Linked DNA regions of Oryctolagus cuniculus: region 2 is linked to region 1. Evidence: chromatin contacts called from public Hi-C data. All regions are on one chromosome and are shown on one strand. The core of a region is the stretch at or near the end of the contact, and the rest is flanking DNA. Distances in the headings are between cores, read along the strand shown.

The links. Hi-C and Micro-C count contacts between places; a contact is called where the count stands out from the background.
Region 2: a contact with region 1 is called in a Hi-C map of an unstated tissue, with 2.1 times the contacts expected there. The contact joins the promoter of CORO2A here to the enhancer-like site in region 1. A contact is called at or near these places in 2 of 6 Hi-C or Micro-C datasets (ear pinna and an unstated tissue).

Annotation. Positions count from the first base shown.
Region 1 is chr1:201,828,583-201,834,172 of mOryCun1.1, reverse strand. It overlaps NANS (N-acetylneuraminate synthase), which reads right to left. Exons shown (of 6, transcript XM_002707953.5): 2 at 1,656-1,871. Among named protein-coding and RNA genes, the nearest start is that of NANS, 4.5 kb to the right of the region's middle. Within about 2 kb of position 1,397, at least 1 of the 8 cell types and tissues checked has an H3K27ac peak or open chromatin away from gene starts, as enhancers often do.
Region 2 is chr1:201,927,243-201,933,399 of mOryCun1.1, reverse strand. It overlaps CORO2A (coronin 2A), which reads left to right and starts at 3,118. Exons shown (of 12, transcript XM_070054847.1): 1 at 3,118-3,277. TBC1D2 (TBC1 domain family member 2) reads left to right here. Exons shown (of 13, transcript XM_070054862.1): 13 at 1-1,765.

The sequences.
Region 1 (5,590 bases), core at 148-2,647:
GCGCCGGCCGCGGCGGCCATTGGAGGGTGAACCAACGGCAAAAGGAAGACCTTTCTCTCTGTCTCTCTCTCTCTCACTGTCCACTCTGCCTGTCAAAAAAAATAAAAAATAAATAAAAAAAGTATGCTTGGGGGTGAGCACTGTGGTGGAGTGGGTAAAGGCGCCACCTTCTGTGCTGGCATCCTATATGGGCACTGGTTCATGTCCCAGCTGCTCCATTTCTAATCCAGCTTGCTGACAACCCACCTGGAAAAGCAGGAAAATATAGCGCAAGTGTGTGGGACCCTGTACTCTGTGGGAGACCCAGATGAAGCTCCAGGCTCCTGGCTTCAGCCTGGCCCAGCCCTGGCTGTTGTGGCCATTTGAGGTGTGAATCAGCAAATGGAAGAGCTTTCTCTGTCTCTGTCACTCTGTGTAACTGCCTTTCAAATAAATAAATAAATTAAAAAAAAAAAAAAAAGATTCTCAGCTCTCATCCAATATCCACTTCTGGGAAGTTACCCCAGGGAAACAAATCAAAACACAGGAAAAAGTGTTCATCTCTCGGAGCTGGTGCTGTGACGTAGTGGGTAAAGCTGCCACCTGCCGTGCCAGCATCCCATATGGGCGCAGATTCAAGTCCCGGCTGCTCCACTTTCGAGCCAGCTCTCTGCTATAGCCTGGGAAAGCAGTAGAAGATGGCCCCCCATGGGAGACTCGGAGGAGGCTCCTGGCTCCTGGCTTCAGATTGCCACAGCTGCGGCCATTGTGGCCATCTGGAGAGTGAACCAGCGGATGGAAGACTGAATCTCTCTCTTTCTCTTTCTCTCTCTCTGTCTCTGCCTCTGTAACTCTGCCTTTCAAATAAATAAATAAACAACTCTTTTTAAAAATGTTCACCTCAGTATTACTTACTAGTACAAAAAACTGAAAGTAACTTAAGTCCAGAAGCAGAGGAATGGTTAGGTAAGTCGTAGTACAGCCCCCCAAAAAAATCCTTCCTGCTGTCAGAACCTTCACCCTATGTTAGCTTGAGAAGCACACACAGAAGGAAGTGTCATAAACCACGCAAACAACACAGCCAGGCAATGACACGCCTGTGTGAGGAGCCCCCAGGGGGACACATCAAAATAGCCGCTGTACTGTGCTTACAGGTCAGCCCCCCCCCGGCCCAGCATATTTTCTCCTGTTCTCTAAACTTTCCATCACACTCCATTATTTTTACAACTAAATATTTTCACATTTGAAAAAAAAAAAAAAAAAAAAAAAGCACACGAAGGAATTGTGAGGCCGTTTGTAGAGCAAACAAGTCCAAGACCTGACACAGCTCGGCTCTTCCAGGACGCTGGCATGGCCATGCTGAAGCCACTCCCTTCTGGAGGATGCCACGTCACCCCACCCAGGCCAGTCGGCGCTGGGTGTCCCAGCTCCTACCGCAGCCCACTTTCCCCAGGCGGACCCAGGCTTGACTCAGGACCCTGGGAGGGGCCGGCATGGCTGCCCTCTCTCCCAGAGACAGCCTGTTTTAAAGCTCACAACTTCTCACAACTCTCGCTCAGCCTTGGCACCTGTTGCTTCCCACTTGGATGGACACAGAAGTGCCAGCAAGGGCAGCAGCTGGTTCTAGGCCCAAAGCCGCCAGGCCGGCTCTGTCCCCTGGGGGTGCGGAGGCTCACCTCGTCCATGCCGGAGGCGGTGAAGAAGATGCCCACCTCCTGGGCAAACCTCTGCAGCTCGCGGTACTGCGCGTGGCTGAACTCCAGGTGCCGCTTGTGCTCCCCGTACGTCTTCCCCCAGGAGTGCTTCGAAGTGTATGGCCTCTCCAAGGCTTTCCGATTGAACTTGAATTCCAGCTCGCTCTTCTGGAACTTGGCACAGTCAGCTCCACACTCCTGCAACACACAGTGGGCGCCGTGCAGAAATGCTGGGGCCACTGCTTTTGAAAGAGATGTTAAGAACCCCCAAAGAGGAGGAACAGGAAAAACAAGAAAGGCCAGAAGGAAGAAAAAGTTGTTTTGGAACAGGAGACACCCTCCCGGGCCCTCATTTCCCCCTCTTACACTAGGCGCGGGGTGGGGTGTGTGTGGCTTTTTGCTCTATTTCGCGTTGCGATATTCACAATAATGAATCAAAGGCTGAAGGAAGACGTTCAGTTACGACACTCTGCAGAGGACAGCATGACGAGCACTGGGTCAGGATTTAGGAAAGGAAGATCCTCTTAATGCTGCCCTAACTCATCGAGCATTTCCGGTCTCTGGACTCAGTTTCTCCGTCTACGCAAAGAGCAATGTAGCAGGACTTGAAAGCTGTTCTAAGGAGTCCCTGGGCCCTGACTTCAACCACAGCAGCTCTGCTTTCAGCTACATGTGCTTTTCTGCAGGACATTTTGTTTGAGCAACAGGTTCTGCAGCAAAAAGCAAACAGGCAAACGTGAGAAGCAGCCACCCTAGGTGATCTCAACTGAGCAGAAGCAATAATACAGAAGCTGGCTGGTGCCACGGCTCACTAGGCTAATCCTCTGCCTGCGGTGCCGGCACACCGGGTTCTAGTCCCGGTCGGGGCGCCGGATTCTGTCCTGGTTGCTCCTCTTCCACTCCAGCTCTCTGCTATGGCCTGGGAGTGCAGTGGAGGATGGCCCAGGTCCCTGGGCCCTGCACCCCATGGGAGACCAGGAGAAGCACCTGGCTCCTGGCTTCGGATTAGCACAGTGCGCCGGCTGCAGCAGCCATTGGAGGGTGAACCAACAGAAAAGGAAGACCTTTCTCTCTGTCTCTCTCTCTCACTGTCCACTCTGCCTGTCAAAAAAAAAAAAAAAAAGAAGAAGCTACAATTTTGTTGCCAATCTCCCTCCAAAATCCTAGGATGGCTTCCAAAAAACTACTCAACAGGAAGATTAAGTAAAAGCTTTTAAAGCCGCACCTTACTGCCATTCCTGTAGATGCTGAGGTTTTCCTGCTGTTGAAAACTTCTTGGGGGCTGGTGCTGTGGCATAGTGAGTTAAGCCGCTACCTACAGCGCTGGCATCCTATATGGGCCCCGGTTTGAGTCCCGGCTGCTCCAGAACCAATCCAGCTCCTTGCTAATGCACCTGGGAAGTAGGGGAGGATGGCCCAAGTGCTTGGGTCTGAGGCCACATGGGAGCCTGGAACGAAGCTCCTGGCTCCTGACTTCGGCCTGGCCCAGCCCCTGGCTGTTGCAGCTATTTGGGGAGTAAACTAGCAGAGGGAAGACTTCTCTATCTTTGCCTCTCCCTCTCTGTAACTCCACCGTTGAAATAAACAAACAAATCTTAAAAAAAAAATTTTTTAAATAAAACCTCTTGGGTTCAGACAGTGCCACTCCTAGAAAAATATCAAGATGGCACAGTCAGGAAAGAAGTTCAAAGACCCTTAGAATGGAGAGTGACCCTGGGCAACAGTTTTATCACCTAGATGAAGATCCCAGGGCCTTCAGTGAGCTGCCCAGCACTGCCCAGATCCCCTTCCTAAGGCAGCAGAACATGTGTGCCCTGGCCCATCCCTGCAGCCTGCACTCACTGCTGACCAGGCCTCCAGTGAGCTGCCAAGGAGACTTTTGAAGACTGCAGCTTCTGGATCTCTTTGCCTCTCACTTCCACATAAGGAGTAAACTTGTTCTAATGAAGTTAGGGAACTTGTTGCCAGGGAACTGGCGTAGAGGATAAAGCCTGCAAGGTTAGCATCCCATAGTGGCTCCGGTTTGAGACCCTACTGCTCCACTTCTAGTCTAGCTTCCTGTTAATGCGCCTGGGAAAGCAGCCAAAGTTGGCCCAAGTGCTTGGGCCCCTGCACCCATGTGGGAGACCTGGATGAAGCTCCTGGCTCCTTGTTTTGGCCTGGCTCAGCTCTGGCTGTTGGAGACATTTGGGGAGTGAACCAGCAGATGGAAGATTTCTCTCTCTCTCTCTCTGTAACTCTGCCTTTCAAATACATACATACATACATACATGAACTTGTTTCCATCAGGGCAAATCTGCCCTTTACAGGAAATGTTTCAAAAATAAAACTGTTAATTACCAGAACTTGGATCAAGTTCCACTACATTCCTCGTTGACACCAGTTAGATGTGGAGAAAGCGGGTTCCTCCTCTTCTAAGCCTCTTTTCTAAAAATGAGTGACTTCTTTCTCTGTTGAAAGCTGCAGTGAACTCTAGGTCCAGAAAACGCAAGCACTGGGGTGGGCATTATGGTGCAGCCGTTAAACCACTGCTCAGGATTCCCGCCTCCCATATCTGAGTACCTGTCTCCGCTTTCTGTCCAGCTTCCTGGTAATACACACCCTGGGCCAGCGCCGTGGCTCAATAGGCTAATCCTCTGCTTTGTGGTGCCGGCACACCGGGTTCTAGTCCCGGTCGGGGTGCCGGATTCTGTCCCGGTTGCCCCTCTTCCAGGCCAGCTCTCTGCTGTGGCCAGGGAGTGCAGTGGAGGATGGCCCAGGTGCTTGGGCCCTGCACCCCATGGTAGACCAGGAGAAGCACCTAGCTCCTGCCATCGGATCAGCGCGGTGCACCGGCCACGGCGGCCATTGGAGGGTGAACCAACAGCAAAAGGAAGACCTTTCTCTCTGTCTCTCTCTCACTGTCCACTCTGCCTGTCAAAAAAAAAAAAAAAAAAATACACACCCTGGGAGGCAGCAGGTAAGGGCTCAATTATTTGGATCCCTGGTACCCACATGGAGTTCCTAGCTCCTAGCTTTAGCCTGGCCCAGCCCTGGCTATGGTGGGCATTTGGGGAGTGAACCAGCAGATGGAAGAGCGCGCGCTCTCTCTCTCTCTCTCTCTGTTGCTCTGCCCTACAAATAAATAAAAGTAATATAAAGAAGGCTCACATTCATTTAAATGAAAAAAGAAAGAAATCATTGTCACTGTTTTACTATAATGTTGATGGTTTCTTTGTTCAAGGGCTCATTGCTGCTCCACTGGCAACAGCAAGCAACAAACTCTATGGTGAGCAAAGATGTGGTGCTCCTTTGCACCAAAATTCCGAAGTTAAAAGTTGAAAGAATGTTCAGGGGCAGGTATTTAGCCTACGGGTTCAGATGCCCACTCCCTCGCCGGAGGGCCTGGGTTTGAGCCCCAGCTCCAGCTCCAGCCCCTGACTCCAGCTTCCTGCTAATGCAGACCCAGGAGGCAGTGGTGACTGCTGAAGTAATTGGGTCCCTGCCACCCACGTGGAAGACTGAGTTCTCGGTTTCCGTCTTCACCTCTGGCTTATCCCAGGCTGCTGTGGACATCTGAGGAGTGAATCAGAAAACAGGAGCTCTCTATCTCTCTGCTGCTGCTTCTTCTTTTTGCTTTTTTTTTTTCTTTTAGATATATTTATTTATTTGAAAGACAGACAAGGAGATACAAAAAGAGAGATTTTTCCATCCACTAGTTCACTCCCCAAATGGCTGCATGGGCCAGGCCTAGGCCAGGCTGAAGCCAGGAGCTTCATCCGAGTCTCCCCTGTGGGTACAGGGGCCCAAGGATTTGGGCCATCTTCTGATGCTTTCCCAGGCATATCAGCAGGGATCTGGCTCAGAAGTGGTGCTGCTAGAACTTGAACCTGCACCCACATGGGATGCCAGCGCTGCAGGCAATGGTTTAACCCACT
Region 2 (6,157 bases), core at 1,869-4,368, 98 kb before region 1:
AGGCAGAGTGGACAGTGCCGTTGGTTCACCCTCCAATGGCCGCCGCGGCCGGCGCGCTGCGGCCGGCGCACCGCGCTGATCCGATGGCAGGAGCCAGGTACTTTTCCTGGTCTCCCATGGGGTGCAGGGCCCAAGCACTTGGGCCATCCTCCACTGCACTCCCTGGCCACAACAGAGAGCTGGCCTGGAAGAGGGGCAACCGGGACAGAATCTGGTGCCCCGACCGGGACTAGAACCCCGTGTGTCGGTGCCGCAAGGCAGAAGATTAGCCTAGTGAGCCGCGGCGCCAGCCTGGGTAGCCTCTTACAGATAGTGATGTCGGGCCCCCGTGCTCAGAGCCTGCTGTAGGGCCTCAGCGTCCCATGCCTGCAAAGCTGAAGGTCAGGGGACACGGCGTGGGCCTGGCGGTGGCTCACCGGGCCGCTGACCCGACCCAAGGAGTACACACAGCCACTGAGTGCTTAGGTCCTGCTCAAGCCCAGAGGCTGTGGAATCTGTCACCAGGGGAGAGGGCAGGCCTGGCCTCCTGGGACCGGATGCAGGAAAGGGAGGAAGCAGCTCCCAGCTGGAGTCGCAGCCATCCCCTTCCTCAGGCAAGTAAGGGAGGCCGACACCCACGTGACACCAGGGGATGTCTGCTGCTGCTGCCACCAGTGCCACCGCCGCCACCCATGCTCCCAGGGAGCCCGCCCACCCTCCCCCTGCGCTTCTGGAGGGCGTCTGGGGCCCACCCGTGGTGTCGGGTTCCTGGCTCGCACCACAGCTGTCGCCCCTTCCCCAGGGGCTGCTGCCGTCCAGGGCTGGGATCTGATCTCACCCAGCCCCCACTGCCCACCCCCGGGAGGTGGGACTTCATGCTCCAGGTACCCCTCCCCCAGACCCCATTCTACAGGGGAGGGAAGCTGCTTAACTCGGGCACGCTCGCCACCACTACAGCGATGTGTGAGGGGCGGGGGGTGGGGGGTGGGCTGGAGGCCACTGCCAACACAGACCCTCCCGCCCAGGCACTGCGCTGTTTCTCAGCTCTGCCGCTCACGGGCACAGGGGCAGAGGGTGGGGAGCACCTGGACATGTGTGGCCTGGACATGTGTGGCAGATCGCTTGGAGCTGGCCGTGTCGGGGCACCGGCAGGGCGGGGAAGGTGCCTGGCCCATCCTGGTCCACTCGGGTCCGAAGGAAAATGGGCTGCATTTTGTAGCAGACCTGTGTGGTTTCCTAGGTAGGGGGTCCCAGGTGGGTCAGTGTTCCTGTGCGTGCAATGTCCAGGTGGTAGCCTTGCATGGCCGGGCCAGGACTCGGGGTGTGGGGGAGGGAAGGTGCCCCAGGGATTCAGACCTAAGGCCTAAGTGAAGAGACGCTGAGATGCCTCAGCCTGGGGAAGGGTGTAGCACCTACTTCTCAGGTGTAACTCGAGTCAGAACAACACGGAGCCAGACCACGAGGCGTTCACGGACTGTGCCCACAGGCACCTTTGAAACTCCAGCGTGGGAGCCGCGTTGCGCCCCAGCCACACCACCATCCCCTAGGAGCTCTGGCTTGAGTCCTGCCTGCTCCACGGCCAGTCCAGGCCCCTACTCCTCCTGGGAAGGCAGCAGCAGATGGCTCAAGTGCTTGGGCCCCTGCCACCCACGTGGGAGACCTGGAGGAAGGTCCTGGCACCTGCTTCAGCCCGGCTATTGTGGCCACTGGGGGAGTAGATCGGCAGTTGGAAGATTCCCCCACTCCCCGTGCCTTTCAAATAAATAAATCTTTAAAAAGAAAAACACTCCTGTATGCGGACACCTGAAGCGAGCATTTGGTCCAGCTCCCAAAGGCTGAGGCCCATCCTGGCCACTGGGAGGTAGGCAGGCGTGGCCCAGTCACCCACGAGCACCAAGTGACAGGCTTTGGCTCTGGCTCGTCTTTGTGAGATCATCAAGAGCTTGGCCTCTCAGCCTCAATTTTCCTATCTATGAAATGGGTGTGGCGATGGGCTGAACAGAAGGGTTGCAAGGATTAAGTTAAATATGCAGTATATCGGCCGGCGCCGCGGCTCACTAGGCTAATCCTCTGCCTAGCGGCGCCGGCACACCGGGTTCTAGTCCCGGTCAGGGCGCCGGATTCTGTCCCGGTTGCCCCTCTTCCAGGCCAGCCCTCTGCTGTGGCCAGGGAGTGCAGTGGAGGATGGCCCAAGTGCTTGGGCCCTGCACCCCATGGGAGACCAGGAAAAGCACCTGGCTCCTGGCTCCTGCCATCGGATCAGCGCGGTGCGCCGGCCGCAGTGCGCCGGCCGCGGCAGCCATTGGAGGGTGAACCAACGACAAAGGAAGACCTTTCTCTCTGTCTCTCTCTCTCACTGTCCACTCTGCCTGTCAAAAAAAAAAAAAAAATGCAGTATATCATGTGCTCTGTTATGCACTCAGCGTTATACTGAGCGCCTAGAGTGGCCCACGCCAGACTCCACTGAACAAAAGAGCTCTTCTCACAACAGGTAGAACGGCGCAGTGGCTATGAGCCTGGGCTTGGGAGCCAGCCGCCTGGGGTTGAAGCACTTGCTGTGTGGCCCTAAGCCAGGTACCTAACCTCTCTGGGCCTCAGGTGTAACACAGGTACAGGGTCGTGTGGCGGAAACGGTCTGTAACACAGGCCGTGTTCAGAGCAGGGCGGCTGATGGCAATACCAAAGGCCTCCCAGGGCCGGCGGGTCTGGGCAGCAGCGCCCCCTCCCGGCCGCCGAGGGCACGAAGGCGTCGGCTGCGACACTCCGGGGCCCGCCCTGCTCTCGGCGGCCAGGCGCGCTGGGCAACCTCGGCAACCGCTCTCAACAGCCCTCCGGGGCAGACCTGGCTCCTGCGTCCATCTCCCCAGGGGGGAAACCGAGGCCCCGGGAGGTCGAGTCCCGGGCCCCAGGCCACGCAGCGAGGCAACGGACGCGAAGCCGCCTGGGAGTGTCTGGCCCCGGGTTCGCTGGCCAGGCAGCCCGCCCTGGTCCCTGCGGCGCGCGCGCGCCGTGCGTGTGTGTGTGTGCGTGTGCGCGCCCCGAGTCCGGCCCCGGGGCCCAGGGGTGCGACCCTGGTGGGCTGGGGAGGGGCGGCGGCCGGTGCGGAGCCGCGGGGCTGGCGGGCGGGGGGGCGTGGCTAGCGCCGGGCCCCCGCCCCGCCCCTGGCCCCGCCCGCCGGGCTTGGGGGGAGGCGGCGGCGGCGGCGGCGGCGGCGCTGGGCGCGGGGACTCGGCGGGCGGCGAGCAGCGCGGAGCCGGAGCCGGACGCCGCCGCCGCCACCTGCGCGGCCGCCAGCAAGGTAAGGCGGCCGCGAGCCGCCGGCCGTGCCTCCCCAGTCTGCGCGAGGCGGGCGGGACGTGCGCGCGCTGCTCCTCCCTGCCGCAGGTCGGGGACTGGGAGCGCTGCGGGGCTGGGCGCGCCGCGGGGGCGCCGGCCCCCAGCCCCTCCGCGTGACCTTGCACAAAACTGCTCCGCTCCCATCGGGAGCTGAGAGGGGCCGCCGCAAGGTGCGGGCGCCCGACGACGCGGGGCCTGGCTGGGGCACGGTCCGTGCCGCCCGCGGTGAGGGCGGCTCGCCCTGGGCGCGGCCCGCGGGTCCCGACAGGCCCCTGCCGTGGCCCGCGGAACCCGAGTCGGGACCTTCTCGGTCGTGGTCGGGTGAACTGATGGGCCGCAGCCTCCCAGGACGGGAAACGTGGGAGAGATGGCACTCCCCGGTCCTTGCGGAGCCGACCTGCGCGTGCGGTGGGGCGGGCGGGCGGAGTCTGCGGGCCGAGACCGGCCGAGACCCCGGGGATTGGAGGAGCTCTGAGCTGGGGGTGGCGGACCCTTGGCCGCAGACCTGCCTCTGCCAGACCCGTGCAGGCACTCATCCGAATCCAGAGCACGGTGGAGATGGCCCCATCGCCTCCCCCGCCCAGGCCAGGTGCTGGGGGCCAGCGCTGGTGAGCCGCGGCTGACTCCTAGCCACGCCTGGACCTCAGAGGGGCCGCAGCGCCGCGCGGCTGTGTCTACAGGGCTCATGGGCGTGGGACAGAGCTCGGGTCTTGGGGTGGGAGTGGGGTGTCTCCGGCTCTCTGGGTACAAAAGACCGCTGGCGTCTGGTGGTCTTGCCGCCCTGTTGCACACTCCTGGTGACGGGGATCTCACTAGCTGCGCCCTGAGCTGGAGCCTGCTTCCCGAACTGCCCATCTCGCGCCTCCTGCACGGCACAGGGACAGCGTCTGACCCCGCCTCCCCGCCCCAGGTCTGGACGAAAGGGAACAAAGTCCAGAAGAGGAAGCCGAGGTGTGTGCGGCGGGGGTGGGATGTGGGGCGGTCTGGAGCCCCGCTGAGTGGCAGGGCTCCTGAGCGCCTCTGTCTTGGCCCTCCCTGCCTGCCCCTGGGTCTTCTTCCGCCTTCCCTGCTGCCTGCTGTGATGGAGAGAGCAGTTCTGGGAATCCGTTCTGGGCACGTCCCCTACACACACACACACACACACACACACGGGAAAGGCTGCCTGGACAGGTGGTGAGCTCTGTGTGGTCCTAGGTATTCAGGCAGGATTCTAGGGCTGGACTAGAGTGACCCTGACCTTGCCCTGTAGCCATGGTGGAGCTACACAGGCCTTGGAGCTGGACCACAAATGGGTGTTATTATCTCCTTGTAAAAACAGACTAAGCGTACGCGCCCGCGCCCGGCTCCAGTGCCCAGGCCTAAGTGCTACCTGAGTCTACACCTGTATTACAGCCTGGGCCCCGTCTCCTGCTCAGCGACCTCAAGTCATTCTGGCCCGATTCAGGTTAACAAAAATCGTCCTGTCCTGCTGATTTGTAAGTGCACCGTGGAGCTATGGGGTGTCTGAGCTGAAAGGGGTCTCTAGTAGTCAGGTCACCCAACCCCTCCTTTTACAAAGAGGCATCCCCCATCCCTGTTAGGGAGGTGACTGTCCCACCGCAAGCCCAGGGAGCCTGATGCCGAGACCAGAAGTTTCTGTTTGTGCTTAAGGAAGACAGTCTGCACTTGCTCCTAGGGACACCGTGGAGAGAAATGTGAATGTGCAAAGCTCCCTGCTGGCTGGGAGAGGGAGTGGGGGGAGCCCGGTGGACCCTGAAAGCAAGCCTACCTGCCCTTTGTCCCTGGCCTGCTCCTCTGGGGACTTTACCCTAAGGAGGGGACTGATAAGTTGTCTTAGAGTACAGAAGCTCTAGCGTTTTATCTGGGGCTGCCTCCCATCGCATCTCACTTGAAAAGTTGAGCTTAAAAGGTAGTGGTGGCCTAAGGCTGCTCCAGGCAGTGGAATCCAGGGAGAAAGTCAGCAGCCGGATTCCAGGAGAAACCTTCCTGTGTCCCATGGGGGGACCTTGGACCCGCCCCTTCCCTCTCTGAACCTCACTTCTCCCATCTGTAAAATGGGAGCCTGCTCCATCGCAGCTGAATCTGTCTCAGCTCTGAGAACCCACGTTCTAGACTTAGCGAATCACTGTGGCAGAGCCTTTCATTGGAAGGCGTGACCACCAAAGAATGTTCCAGCTCCCTCCCCCATCATTAAATTAATGTCCTTAGATGCAAGCAAGCTGGTTTTTTCCCACTTGGGAAGGCTTAAGCAAGCCCCACACTTCTGTTATTTCCATGTGGCGGCAGCCTAGGCTGTTCCGGACTGGGGAGTGTTTTCATCTTCTCTCAAGATCTCAGGAGGACCAGAGAGAACCCCGCAGCACCCTCTGGCCTGTGGATCTACACTTGGAGCCTGTGGGTCTGCACTTGGAGGTGCTTTGCAGGTTACTGGCCAGGAGCAGACAGTGCCACTTCTGTGGACAAACACTAGTGGGCGCTGTGGGACACATACTGGGTTAAACTACGTGAAACAGCCACTATCCGACCATTTTTAACCGACAAAATGTGCCCATTTGGCTCAGCCCAGGTGGAAGAAGATATAATTAGAGACGTAATCACCGCTGCCTACTGTAATTGAGAGACCGGCAGGATGCAGGGGGGCCTGGGCAGGTGTGATTATAAGCTGGACACGTCAGGGAGGTGGGTGGAAGAGCCTCACCCGGAGGGGCTGAGCACGGTGCGTGCCTGCCGTCCCGTGTTCCATCCCGTCGTTCAGCCAGCGTTCGCTCAGCACCTACCTTGCGCTGGGTGTGAGCTCGGGGGTGTGGGCGGCGTCTGACAGCCTGGTGCACCAGAAAGATCA